3 separate regions of the Anas platyrhynchos genome follow, and regions 1 and 3 are each linked to region 2. The links are chromatin contacts, called in public Hi-C maps. All regions are on one chromosome and are shown on one strand. Each heading gives the region's core, a stretch centred on a gene start, on an enhancer-like site or on the middle of the called end of the contact. The rest is flanking DNA. Distances are from core to core; before and after follow the strand shown.

The links. Hi-C and Micro-C count contacts between places; a contact is called where the count stands out from the background.
Region 1: a Hi-C map of liver shows a contact between it and region 2, with 1.6 times the contacts expected there. The contact joins the enhancer-like site here to the promoter of HS6ST2 in region 2. A contact is called at or near these places in 2 of 8 Hi-C or Micro-C datasets (liver and subcutaneous adipose tissue).
Region 3: a contact with region 2 is called in a Hi-C map of liver, with 5 times the contacts expected there. The contact joins the enhancer-like site here to the promoter of HS6ST2 in region 2. A contact is called at or near these places in 3 of 8 Hi-C or Micro-C datasets (liver, skeletal muscle and subcutaneous adipose tissue).

What each region holds. Positions count from the first base shown.
Region 1 is chr10:16,477,138-16,481,636 of IASCAAS_PekinDuck_T2T, forward strand. No RefSeq gene overlaps it. Among named protein-coding and RNA genes, the nearest start is that of HS6ST2, 81 kb to the left of the region's middle. Within about 2 kb of position 1,769, at least 2 of the 8 cell types and tissues checked have an H3K27ac peak or open chromatin away from gene starts, as enhancers often do.
Region 2 is chr10:16,394,363-16,399,193 of IASCAAS_PekinDuck_T2T, forward strand. HS6ST2 (heparan sulfate 6-O-sulfotransferase 2) reads right to left here and starts at 3,531. Exons shown (of 2, transcript XM_027464993.3): 1 at 2,868-3,531. The coding sequence starts at 3,379.
Region 3 is chr10:16,272,240-16,277,161 of IASCAAS_PekinDuck_T2T, forward strand. All of the region lies in intron 1 of HS6ST2 (heparan sulfate 6-O-sulfotransferase 2), which reads right to left. Among named protein-coding and RNA genes, the nearest start is that of MBNL3, 26 kb to the left of the region's middle. Within about 2 kb of position 3,307, at least 1 of the 8 cell types and tissues checked has an H3K27ac peak or open chromatin away from gene starts, as enhancers often do.

The sequences.
Region 1 (4,499 bases), core at 519-3,018, 81 kb after region 2:
GCACATGAATTCAAATATTTTCAGCTTCCAAGATAAACTAGTACAATGGAAATCTGGATACACAGGCATTGAGAAAAGCTGGATAGAGAAAGTCCCATTCGTATATTTTGTAAAACCCAGTGAAGGGTTACATGCCAACTCCTGCAGGCCTGTAGGCACTACTTTCCTCCTAGGTAGTGCCATTTTCCTACCTGGATCAACAGTAAATAGCATTTGCCACCTCAATGTAGCACTGCGGAAGCAAGCAAGCACTGGCTCTTTGGAAGGGCTCAGGTTTGTGAGTGCAGTCACCTCCACTTCTTAAAATTTCCAGAATTATAATCTTATGTGTCAGTATGCATTTTGGTTTATAAAACAGGCATGCAACACATTTAGAAGAAAAATTGCACCTGTCAAATGTCCTACCCCATGAAATAAACCTGTGTAATTTCACTTTTCACCTAGTAAATACCCAATCATTTTCCAGAACAGCCCCTTCCAGTATTCAAAACTGTTTCCATTAATATTAGAAGTTAGGAGGGTTTGGGAGAAAAGGAAGGAATTGATTAAAAGCAGATGGTATTCATTATCTTGCTAATCACAATCCTGCAGGGTCTTTACAAAGGAAAAAAAAAAAAAAAAAAAAAGAGAGAACGAAAAGGCAACATCAAGAAAAGGTCATGCTAGGACTTTTCAAATAAAACATTAGAAAAATAACACTTCCAAGGATTTACTCCACTCTCATGAGAAAATCAGCTTGTTTCATATCACAGCTCAGCCATGCTGGGAAAATGTCTTTGTGATACAGACATCATTCTCACATTTTGTGCTGGGACTGCAAACCTTTGCAGAACATCTGAGAAAAAAATTCTGGCAAGGATGATTACCGTCTGCACGTCCCACTGCCTCTGAGAGCACTGGTGTACCTCCGAGTGGTTTGTTTCCTAAAGGGAAGTCACAAATAAGCAAGCAAAGCAAACAAAACCAAATAGAAATAAAACAAACAAGCAGCTTATTGGCCAGAAACAGTGTAGTGGGAAAACACAGGGATAGATTACGTTCAAACCGACTGGCTGGAGTTCACTCAAAACAATTTTCTTGGGAGGATTTTTGCTGTTGGTATCTGATCCTGCTGCCATTAATGTCAATGAAAATACTGTTATTAACTGTCCATAGCACTGGGACAGGGAGAGATGCTGGTAACAAAGGCACTGGCACTTTTTCACATTATGAAGTCACCAGAATCAAAAGGGTCATGTTCAGCTTTGCTTCAAGACAGCAAAACAGGATGCCACTCACGAGGAGGCGGTTTGCAAAAGAAAATCCCAGTGGTGTTTTGCAACTGCAGGAACACAAGCATTTGCTTGTTCGTGACCACACTCCCCTCTGCCTTTTCAAAATGCACCACTCCTTCACAAAAACTACCCAGAAACTAAACCTGTAGGTGCTCCAGCACATCTCCAATCAGCTAGCACATTAGAACTGGTGCCCCAAAGGTGATGAGTGGGCTCAGGGTCAGGGCCACAGAGGCAAAACTGTCTGAAGACAGGATGCAAAAACTGGTTAGGACACACTCAGCCTCTTGGGCTGAGAGGCACTAGAAAACCACCAGCAGTTGTCACTGACAAGAGACCTTATTCTCCTGTGATTTTTTTTATTTTTTATTTTTTTAATAGGAAGCGGTTTTATGACATGCAGCCAAAATGTTCCACAAGTAGACATGGTGCTACGTAAGCCAGAGAAACTATGCACTGGTGAGATTTTGTGGTCTTCAGGCTGAGATTCCTAAGCAGCTATTTATATGATAATTTATTTTTTAAACCACAATGACTCAAGACTGCCTTGAATGGCAGCAGATTCATGGTTAACAGTCTTTCCGTGCCATCTCACAAGATCCTAAATAGCTGAGAGGACAACCAACACCACTCCTGCTCCCCATCTGGGTACTGTTAGTACATCTGTGCTGGTATTTAGACTTGACCTAAGGTTTTCCATCAAATATCCCCAAATTCTTCTGCTGTCATTTTCTTATTTCCAGGTCAGTCCTTTTGCCAGGCAAGGGTCTCGTCTGCAATGAATTCCATTTTCAAGATGGTGGGAAAACATGTGAAATGGAAAGAGAGAGATAGATAGATTTAGGTTTTGTTTGCAGACACAAGTACAAGAAAAATAAGCAGACCTGTGAACAGTTATAAGCAGAAAACCTACTTTTCTACAGCTTTTGCCTGTGGGTTTTCTAAAGGCAACTAACCACCACTGAGACTCACACTGTGACTTTCTCCCCAAGGGGACCAACTTGAGCCCCCTTGACCACCCTGGTATTTATTTTCATGAAACCTAGAAAGCTTAATCTCTTTGGGATATCGACCCACCAGGAGTGGAATCAGGCAGCTGGATCAAAACCTATTCAGAGGGGGAAACACAGCCAGACAGGATGACTCTGTAATTCTCCCCTAAGCACTATTTCTTATGAAACCAAATGAAAACCCCAAGGCCCCTTGGGCATGTAGGGGGCAGCATGTTGTATCTTGATGGGCTTATGTCTAGTCTCTGCATAAGGACGTTGCATAAGGACGTTCGTGTGCATCAATTTAACCACACAAAAGCGTAACTAAAAAGTCACCAGCATTCACCAGACCTGCTGCAGCATCTCCTCAAGGAGCTCAGCAATATTAAGAGTAGTCATCTCCAAAAGCCCCGTTCAAAGGTCTCCTCTTCCCCAGTACAGTGCTTTAAAGCCTAACCGTATGCACTCTGAAGCATTGCAGGTTGCATTCCTCAGACCATTTTTTTTTGCCTCTTGTTGTGCCTGCAAGGCCAAGTCCCTGTGGTATTTGTGAAAAGAATGCCAGAGAGCATATATTTCTGGTTAGTTAGCACTTACTAAGTAAAAAAAATATCCCAGATAAAAGAAAGGGATACTGTATGAATGCTGACACTGTGGAAAGCTAAGTGCTAACCCAGAGTAATGTGGGGCACTCGGTTCTCCTGTTCAATGGAAAAACCCCACCCTGCATGCCGAGAACAAAGTAAGGTACACAGTCACGGTGGGCTTGGTGGTGACCGCCCAGCGGTGAGCTCAGCCCAACACCCAGCCAAGAGAGACCACCACACCCAGGAGAAGCAAAGCCCTCCAGGAAACGAGATTCTCCTCCATCAGTTTTTGTTTTAATAATTTTGTTTTACTTTCATTCAATTTCATTGACCTGCAAGCAATTCTGCTGGGTCAAGCTTCTGTTACCACAAAGCTGACATCCAACAGCTCCCTATTCTCTTTCTGTCCTTCTCCATCTACAGATATAGATGGCGATATCATTAAAGAATTAAAAACAACACCATAATAAATAAACCAACAAGATATCTTTAATTTTAAGTTCATAGTCAGCATCATGCATAGCTATTTTGGAAAAGTGCAAGGAAATAGCCTGTTCTTCATACCTCATCTGCAAGTAAATAGCACCAGACCCTATGTCCATTACTCCTTAGCTGAACACCACAAGCTGTGCCATGACACAATGTGCCACAATCCTTTCCTGGAGCCAAAACCTGAGTCACCTGGTAGAATCAGAAGAAAGGCAAAACATCCCAGTAATGCCCCTCGTCCAGCTAGGGCTTCATGCTGGGGATGGGCGCTCAAGCTCAGCAGGTCCTTGGTGGCCCAGCTGCAAACCTTTCCACTGGAGCAAGAGCATTATTTCTCCCTCACACATTACCTGGTCAGACCCAGACTAGATCTTTAAACAATAATTCTTTGGGCTAGGACCATATATGGCAAAACTTCAGCCAAAAAGGCTCAAAACTTCAGCCAAAAAGGCTAACTTTCCAAAGGAAAGTTTGCTTGTCAGGATAGGTGTGGGTGGTCATGGAGAGAAAATAAATGTTTATCCATCACTCACAGCTAGGCCATCGAAATTTAGCCAGAGGGGGCTTCCTCAACTGGAAAGACATCACCAGACAAAACAAAAGCAATACAAACAGATGCCAAACACGTTCCTTGCAATATATTTTTTTTCCCTTATAAATATTGTCACTTGTGGATCATGAGGGAGGTTTGCTGTCTGACTTCCTAGGGGGGGGGTTCAGCCCTGGGAATCCACCAGTACTACTCCTGCATGCATGGCACAACATAACCATGTTTTCCATGCCTGGGGAGCATCACCAAGCCCTCAGCACAGAGAGCAAAGGAGCAGCCATGGGAACTTCCAGTAGCTCCCTGGGTCTCAGGAGAAGAGCTTTGCAGGAAAGGGCTCCAGCTGAGCAGAAGAAATTTTCCCCAAGACAAAATGCTTTTCCTATTTCCCCACCGCTCCCCTGAGTTGATGTGAAACTGTTTGCAAAACTAGAAGTATCCCCCATGGAAAATTCTGAAAGAATTCAAAGAATGAAACAGCTGCATTCTTTAAAAGTCACTGGAGTGGAGTTTGATGGAAGGTAAGATCTTCTCCATAGTGTTTTTTAATGCCTTTAAGAATTCAGTGGCAGAGATCTAATTTTCTGTTAAGTTCCACAAGGAGGTTACG
Region 2 (4,831 bases), core at 2,281-4,780:
ATCTGGAGAATCGACATTCTTAGCGACAGGAAAGTACCATTGTGTTAAATCCAGAAGAAAAAAAATACCACAAACAGCCACCCTGAGTACTTCTACCCCCGAGCAGCAATGTACCCTTCAACCCTGCAGTTCCTAAAGAAAACACAAGCAGACTACTGATGAGCTTAAGAGCAGAGGCTGAAGAAGGAATGCCCCAGGCAACTAGATTCCTCACAGGCACAGCCCCAAGGCTGATCCCATCACATCATATCACGGTGATGCTCGGGTACCTGGTGCTGAGCCTCAGAGATCCCAGACTGGGCATCTTCTGGACTTCCTAAACAAAGTCTCAACTTTTAAACAAATGCAGAGGCTCTTAGGGAATGGTCCAGCTAATCACCAATCTAACCAGCCTCGAGACAAATAGATTCCCCATGCTCCTCAACACAAACCTCCACGCAAAGTAATCACGCAGAGACACAAGCTAAGAAGTTTGCTGGAACAATCACCTCTCACTTGGCTATTCCCAAACAAGGCTAGGCAGCCCAAATGTGCTAACTACAGACTGCATTATCAGGCAACCAAGTCATTCAAAGCACCCTTAGAGCAGGTGCCTATTTTTTAATCACCTTGACTATAAACATAGGAATTCCCATCCTTGCCTAGCCAAGCTTCATGTGAGGAAGCTGTGGTCCTCTGCTTCTGACTGAACTCTGTTCCCTGCCCTGACAATGGACCAGGCCTTGCACCCCTCCTTCCTCCTCTTCCTTCACTCAGGATTCAAGCAGAGAGGGATTTTTCCCTTCCCTCCCTGCCAGTACCATTCAGGCCTCCCCCAATGACCACAGCACAGGAACAGCCAGGCTGGCCCTGCTCAGAGCCCCAGCCAGCCAGCACGGCTCCTCTGCCCAGACACCCTCATCCCACACCTACCACTACTCTGAAAGAAGTCATTATCTGCCCAGAAAGTGCTTAGATGGCCGTCTGTTACTGGCACTAGGAATAGGTGCTACTTAACTAGTTGTCAACTGAATGTTGCTAAATTGAGAATGCAAAATAAAATTAAGCACGAGACGTTACAATGTGTAGGAAGACTTGAAGGGACTATTGTTCGTTTCAGAACGTCTCCTGCTGTATTTTTAAACATTTAGAAGTTGCAGGCCAAATAATCGCTTGTCAAAACATTATTTGGGAGAACAACTGTAGCTACTAAGCAACCTGTGTAATTAGGTTATTAAAAATGCAACACGATTTCAAAGTAGGCTTTTATAGAGTAGACCTATACCTAACACAAAACCATCACAGCTTCTTTTTCATCCTTTGCAGCTTCCATCTCAAGCCATGAGGCCTCATGACCTCTCTAAGTCGGTAGTGATGACACACACGGCATTGCTGGACGAGGAACCATCGCTGCGAGCTCCTGGGAAGGTACATGCATCAGTTCTGTTTTGACTCAGAAAAGCACGTTTGGTAATCCAAAAGGGGTGAGGGGGAAATCAGCCAAAAGCCACAGACAAAAACTCAGCTCTCCAAGCCTGGCATTTCCTTCTGCCGAAGGTGGCTGGCCCAGGACAAGGACTCTCCCATTTTTCCAGAGGGCAAAACTAACCCTGAGCACAGAGGGGACCCTGCGCCTCCGGGGAGCAAAAGGAATCTGTGCCCCACAGCTACAATTCTGCAGATCAGGCCCATCTCTAGGGGGAGAGAAAGAAAGATCACTTGAAGATGTTTAGCAAAAGAGACGTCACGCTACGCGTTTCCGTTTCTGCTGGCAAACAATGCATTTACAAGACAGGTAAAATAAACTACGCAGCCTGGGAAGCCGGGAAGATAATGTGCCCAGAGGGCAAAGAATTAGTTCCTGATGTTTGCAAATGGAGTGCCACAAAAACGAGACAATTAAATTTTAAAGCAGTAGGGAAAACAAAAGAGCGAGAATCACAATAGCTAAGCCTCATGAAGAGTTTCATCTAGGCTACAGGAAGATAATGACGCTAACCATTTTTCTACTAGATGGCAGTGTGGTGTCACGCTATATAAAAGGAATTCTATAAAGAAATCGCACTCTATTTCAACTGAATCTGTGCTTAGACTTGACTTCAGACAGCATGATATATAACAGTACCCTCATTGTAAGGGGACCTGCCATTAATCTAACAGCGCGAGAGGCGCGATACCCTCGTTTCTAATTTCCCAGCAAAGCAATGTGAAAAGACGCTGAAACCCCGAGCTGTCCTGCTGCAGGGTGCAGCTGCACGCAGAGCCGTGGACAAGCTCCGAGGTGTGCTCCAGCCCCAGGTGTGCTGTCACCGCAGCGCTCCGGGAGCACGGGCAGGAGCTCCTCGCTGCTCGCAGAACCAGCCGGCTGGGCTCTGGGAACGCAGGGGCTGCCTTTAGGCAAGCAGACAGCTACGGTCAGGTTAGGTCAGCAACTTCTACGGGAAGCGCAAAGATGAAGAAAAGCAGTGCCACTAATATCCAGAAAGGCAAGCCCGAAATAACCGAGGTTAGGGCTGGAGGACAACGGCAGTGTTCGCGGGTGGTATTCAGTCCTAAGCATAACCTTTAATTCACAAGGCTGACACCCGCACAACCTAAACTTCAGCCCTAACAGCACCCAGCGGCTCCCTGTTCCTCCTAACACCCGCATTTCTCCCTGCACACTGAGGCTGAAAAGCCCCGGGGCAGCCCAGGGCCCCCGGCTGCTGCCCGAGGCGTGCAGGGGGGGGCTGCTCAAAGGACTCGGGGAGCCCCGGGACAGCCCTCCCGGGGCCGGGCAGCACCGTGCGAGGTGCTCGCAGCTCCGGCCGGCCACCGGCAGCCCGCAGAGCCCTTTAGGACGGCGGCAGGCTTTGTTCGCCCCCCCGGGGGGGGTGGGCTCGGCTCACCTGGAGGGCCGGAGCCGCACCTCCTTCTTGCTGTCCACCACGGAGGGCACGCAGTTGGTGAGCTCGGTCCAGTCGGCGTGCAGCCCGCAGCTCCAGCCGGTGGAGAAGCGGGAGAAGAGCCAGGTCTCCCGCTTACCGGGCCGGTGGCAGGTGCACTTCTTCTGCCCGGCGCGGCACTCGCAGGGCTGCTCCAGCTGGATGTTGCGGACCAGGTGGCGGCCGAAGGTGGTGCCGCCGGTCTTCTGGATGTGCAGGAAGACGATCAGGTCGTCCCCTTTGATGTTGAAGTCCACCCTTCGCAGCAGGTCGCCGGCGGAGAAATTGAAGCGCGGCACGAAGCGAGCCGGCGTCTCGTCCTCCGCCCGGTACGGGTCGGCGGCGGCGGCGGGGCTGAGCGCCCGGAGCCGCAGCAGCTGGCACTCGGTGCCGGGGCACACGTACTGCAGCACGATCACCGCGAACAGGAAGAGCATCACCAGCGCCAGCAGCACCTTGTGCGACCGGTCCTCCATCGTCGCCGGACGCGCCGCACATCGCCGCTGCCGCTCGCTCACAGCCGCCGCCACCGCGGGGGGCAGCCCCGGCCGCGCTCCGCCGCCATCGCCCCTCCGCCTCCTCCTCCTCCTCCGCCACCACCGGCCCTTCCCGGCACTCCTCGCGCTGCCTCCGACCCCCCCCCTACTCCCGGCACGGCTCCGCCCCGGGCTCGGCTCCGCCCCGGGCCCGGCCACGCGGTGCCGCCGCCGCCGCCGCACCGGGGCTCGGGCAGCGCCGCCGCGCAGCGCGGTTCCCACCCCCCCCCCCGTGGGACCCCAGCGCTTCCCCGGGCCCCGCCAGCTTGTGCCCAGCTCCCCCTCTCCTGTTGCTTCAGCCGCCTCCGTCCCTATCAGCTGAATTTCCTAACTCACGGCAGCAGCCAGCACGGAGAATAATGGGATGCCACTCTCCCAGACCTTCATCCATCATAAAAAGAAAAAAATTACAATAATAAATAAATGGCCTGCCTCCTTTCTCCTCCTCTCAAAGGGCTCCCGCAGTCCACTTTCAGTAATTTCAGCAGCTACATGTGTTTGGAGGGGATGTCTTTATGGTTTTTATCCTTGAGCAACCTATCCTGGCTTTCCTATTTTTTTTTTTCCCGTTGTCTCAACTGTTTTTGAAAACATTTACACTCACAATAATAGGCAATTTTATCACAAAGATTCTAGGCATGAGAACTACTGAGTTAATTTGCTTCTGTTTATATCTGTCTCTCCAAAATGAATGGATTGCACCATTTAATGAAAATGCTGTGTTCTGAAATTCGAGCTTTAAAATTATAAAGATGTTTCTGTGCTTTATATCCATCAGCCTCTCACAGTCATTTATTTAAAAAAAAATACATTTGCCTCCAGCTTTATTTATTTTACATTACAAAATAACAAAGATGTGTGCTGGGTTAAAACTGCTCCTGAATGCTAATACATGAGAATTAAAAGGAGGGAATAATGATGGCCTAATGTCTACACTAAATTAATATATACTATAAAAGATATGATGCATACTGGGTTGGTGTTCCCAGCAGAGCCATTATTCTGGAATGGGCTAAACAAACAATGATCATCCTTTCACTGATGAGTGATGGTCTCCAGTCTGCTGCCTCCTCACCCACGGTATGCAAATGATGCTCCCTAGCTTTGATCCAGGGACACAAAACATTAGCTTAGGCACTACAGAAGTGAAATTCACCCCGAATGAGATAAAAGTCTGCGGTCCCCCATGGATAATGCACTCCCTGGTCAGGCAGGGGCATGCTTCTGCTGGTACAAAGCAAGGAGCTGCTTTAAAAAAGGAGTTAAAGGAACAAAGCCGATATGAAAGCAGGGTCAAGCCGAGCTGGTGCAGGATCTCATCTTGAGCTGACCCCTGTTTACCTGCAGAAACTTTTTGAAAGGCAGTGGCTTGTATGTAGAGGCACCAGGTAT
Region 3 (4,922 bases), core at 2,057-4,556, 120 kb before region 2:
GCTCCTCTGTGTGCTCACCTCTCCGAGGTGAAGGATAACTGAACAAAGTCCCTGTGGGGGAACAGAAACAGTGATATCTGCACACGGATTGCTCTGCTTGACGGGTTTGCCTCTACACAGGCTGAAGGGAACCCTGAACTTCCATCTGTGGTGGGCTGCCCACGTAGTAACATGCTCACACTGGGCATTAAGAGATGCCCACATGGCTACATCACTTAAATCCCCCCTCCAGAGGAGCAGCACAGGTTGCTCCCCAATCACGCGGGAACTTCATTTGAGAGCAAAGCGTTGTTTTGTGCACAACCAAGCTGGGGTGACAACTTTCTGTTGCCTGCAAAGCGCTGCTTATATGACTTGTCACGGTGAGCAGCTGTGGGTCTGAGCTGCACAGGCCCTACAACAGTGCTATGCCTGCAAGAAGAACATTTCCTGTAAGACATTTCCTTTCCAGATAAATGGGATGTCCCCAGAAGACCCAACCTCCTTGAACTGAAACGAAGATCACAGAAAAGCCCAGGCAAACACCATTTTATCCTCCTGCTTTCACCTGATACAAAGATGAGAGAGGATACAGAAGTAAATAACAGGAAATTAAACGGTGCGTTACAGTGCTTTGTAACAAAAGATATTCCAAGGGAAGCGGAGGCTTTTGTTCGGAGCAGCAGGACAGTGGCACACACAGGGACGCTGCATGCACGGCTGTGACATGACAGCACGTGCCAGGGCAGCACCAGAAGCGCTATGGGCTGGGCATGGGGAATATCCCTGCCCAGTGCCCAGAGACATCAGGATGCCCTGCCACACAGTACTGTCAGGATAAGAGCAATCTGCTTCAGCAAACTGAATTGAAGCAGCTCAATAAGCAAATTGTCCTGCCAGGGAAGCTCGCTCCTCCAGGCTGAGGACACAGAGCAGCGTGTGCCCAGCAGCCCCAAGCCCCCAGGCTGGGACTGCCGTGTCCTGGGTGCTGCGTGAGGAGGAGACGGGGTATTTCTTTGCTCTCCAGGAGACATCGTGGCTGGCCACCCGCAACAAAGCCTTTGTTCCCCATCGTTTCCTTCAGCAGAAAAGCCACTAGATGTCAATGTTTTACAGAAAATTGTCTCTGGGTGAACTCAAAAATGAATCACAGCCTCTGAAAGCATCCAGTAGCATGGGGGACAGGAAACAAAAAGAGTCACCATTCCCCTTCTCTTTTAGAGCATCCAAGCTTATAAATGATTAAATAAATGGAAAGTACAATAAACTTGCAAAACCAAATACAGCCAAGGAGCCTGATAAAGCATCAGTGGCCGACACAATGGCACCTCATGTCTGGAGAGCCAGGACGCCACGATCAGCACTGCCACGTGTTTGCAGGCTCACCCTGGCACTGCTGCAGCCACCCCGGGCTCTGAGGGCTTTGAACGCAAAGGCAAACATGTTTGGTGAGCCAAGGCCCCTGCCACAGTCCAGAGGAAGGTAACTTTTCCCAAAGTCTCATTGCAAAGCGTGGGCACAAAGAACATCTCCAAGGCAAACGAAAGCCCCTTCTTTAACAGCTGCCAGAACTCCTCGCAATTGGATCCAATTTACTACCACCCTGTACTAAAATAATGACCTGATCCCTCAAGCAACAGCAAGTTCGTACCATAGCTGTGGCATGCCTATATATAACATACATGTATAGTAAGAAGCCTTGAATGACCAAAGAGGCTGAAGCAAAGCCCTGCTTACCCTCTGTACCAACTGGCCCGCTTTCGCACCGTCAGCGGTTCGAGGAGGCTGGGAGCAGAGCAGGATGCAAGAGCGGGGTGCTGCTTGCTGAGGGATGCGGCCAGCAAACCCACAAGCTCTAAGGTCATCACAGCAATCGATGGGGAGTTAATGCAAGAAGGAAAACAAATGCCGAGCCAAGATCAATGCAGTGAGCATTTTATCATAGCTCAAATTCTTCAGCCTCTCTCCTTTCGTGCTCTTTGGTCACAGGCAGTGACAAAGTGCCTCTCTTTGCTGCTACTGTAAAAACAAAAGAATGAATAAAATGTGCATGTTGGTGGAAGAAACTGTGTTGTAATGGATCACCATCACCCCAGGTGGCCGATTGCCTCATCCAGGCAAGTATCTCCATCAGGACCTGTCACAGCAAGTTGAAGACCAGGTGAAGGAGGTTGAACAAAGCCATTTGCTCATAGTGAGGATGGACGTGGCCAGGCTCTCTCCAGCACCTCGTGCTCAAGAAACCAGGCTGTGGGCAGACTTATGGGATGCCCACATCACCTGCTCTGAAGCACAGTACCCTACAAACAGGCCCAGCACTGTACTTCTTCGTTATGCCATGTCATACTTTGCTTTGTCAGCTGCTGGGCCCATCTCAGCTGCCTTGTGCATTTCTCCCCTTCCTCAGTCTCCTTGTTAAAATTCTTCTGGAAAAGGCACCATTCCTTCTGGGAACACCAGCTTTTGGGTTAGCCCCAAGCCACACTGATCAAAGTTTGAAATCATGGCAGCTCCAGAAAAGCAGCCACGCTGCTGTGCGTTTATCTGAACTGAGCTTCAAAAAGTCACATACGCTTTAATGCACCATCGAGTAAGAGCTGTGCCAGAGACAGATTCGGCCATCAGTGCTCAGAACATCCTTCTGCTGCAATTGGGAGGCAGATTCAAAGCTTTGCAATTATTTTTAGCTCTGTACGTAACAGCTTGTTCCCTCTGCTATCTTAACAAGGGGGTGTTGAGCTCCTGCCCATTCCTTGAAGCTTGTGCTTCAGAGCCCGAGACAACATGTTTGCAGGTAGAGCTCAGACTTCACTGTGAATCATCCCTCCAGCTTAAAGAACTGCCCTCTTCAGAAATACAGGTTTCCTAATAAAGTTTAGTTGGATGTCTATGAAGAAGAGAACAAAGGTTGCTCGCAGGCAACTTAGAAAGTAGGTTGACCCTGGGGCCACCAGGAATCTGTGATGGTACGACAGTCACTTGTTCCTGCTAGCTCCCTGCACACAGCTATTTCCTGAGGACCGCGAGCACTGAGCAGTCTCACGATGCCGAGTTTGCTCCCTGTGCTAAATCAACTGCTCTGCTTATCACATCATTGCAAGGTTAAAGCGTGAGCATTTTTGGGAGCAATGAACTATTTGCACACGATCCATTTCTGCAGAGGAGCTCAGAAAAGGTCAGAGTCTCTCTTCAGATAAATGCCCAGCTAATGGCTCACACACCCTCCACCAGGGTGAGAAAGCTGCGCCGGGGAGGTGGTGATCCAGAAGGTCCCACACCACACCCCTCTTCTGCCTGGGCTCTGATTCAGCTTTATGCGCAGCCCTGGCATGGAGGGCCTCTTTACCTGCCCTAAGAGAGCAAAAAGCAAACCAGCTCCCAAAACAGCCCTGGTGCTGCCTAGAAATAGGAAATTCTTGGTGCTTTGGTACTTCTATCATGTGTGGGAAGATTTTTGCTAAAAGTGACCGAGCAGAGCACACAGTCAGTGCGCAAACCTGCTTTCAGCTGTCCAGTGCCTCAGCCCACAGCAGCCCCCTCTCCTTCCTGCACAGACCTCAGAGAAAATAAGAAGCAAACTGAAACCTCAAAGACCTCCGGTGAATCTCTCTGAGGGGTTTATTGAGATGGAGCCATCTGCTCTCTTTGAAAGGTAATTCTGTGGTCATATAGTGCATCTGTGCCATGCCGTTCCCCACATTCCCCACCTCTGCCTAGCGCAGGGGCTGAATGAGAATCCTTCATTTTTATTTTTTCAACCTAATGATTTTTTTAAAAAGCATCCTCGTAGCAAGCTTCTAAAAGCAACATTAAAGAAAAAAGACGGCAAACTGAAGTCAAATTGAGGAGGTGTGAACCCCCAGGGGATGACAGCACTGAGTAAAGTCAGAGACTTCAGAGCACGTGGGGAGTTTGCAGCTCCCTCTCTCCTGCTTTGCCACCCCATCATGGTAAAACTACCGACAGCTGAGCAACCTAGGGTCTGAATACAGCACCCACCTAGGGGCTTTACCTATTGCAGCTGCTCGCAGGGAAGGGAACCTTAACCCCAATGGAAAGGCTTCAAACCATTGCTCTGGGGTCCAAGAGAACAGTAATTCCACAAGGACTACAACTAGGGGGGGTTGGCTCCACCCCTATGGGCCCCTTTATGTCCTGCTGGTGCTCAGGCAGAGGATTATCGATCTCCATCAGAGGACAGAGGCTGTTTAATTGCTCGTTGAGGCAGAGGAAGACTGGAGGTCGGGTGCTGGCAGCTGCCATGCCTTCAGCCTGGAAACCTGAGCCTGGCTTGATGGAGCCGTGAGCTAAGAAGCATGAGATGGAAGCTGAAAGCTAACCACCTACTCAACATTACATCCATTAGTGTACGGATAAGCAGGGGAGGGACCGAGTGACCTTCTCCCATTTCCCCTAAGAGAGGAGGCTGTAGCAAGAGGGGCTCCCGAAGGCTACAGAGGGGAAGAAACCGACAGCCCTTGCACGGGGAGCACTGCAGCCCTGACATCCCACTCAGACTGTGCCCGGGGGAAAGATAAACCAGGACAGCAGAGCTTTGGTGCATGGCTGAGAAAGCAGAGCTGTGATTAGCAGGGGGAAATACTGGGGCAGTCCCAGTCTCCTAGCAAAACTAAGGCTACCCTTTAAACTTGCTCAAGCACATCAGTTTGCATCTAGGTCAAGCTCATCCAGGTGGCAAGCCTGGCTAAGATGGTTTGGACATGCAGATGAGCTCATACAATAAATGGGAGGCAGTTTTGCAAAAGTGTTTCCAATGCTTTGGTTGAAGAACGGGGAGAAGGGGAAATTTGGGAATGTTTCCTGTTCTAGGAGATTATTTTTTTTTCACGGCAGGTCAGCTTACAGACTTTGTGGTATATTAACAGGGCAGTGAGAAACCCAGTTACACCACAGGTGAGGACAGACATTTTGAAAGGAAAGTT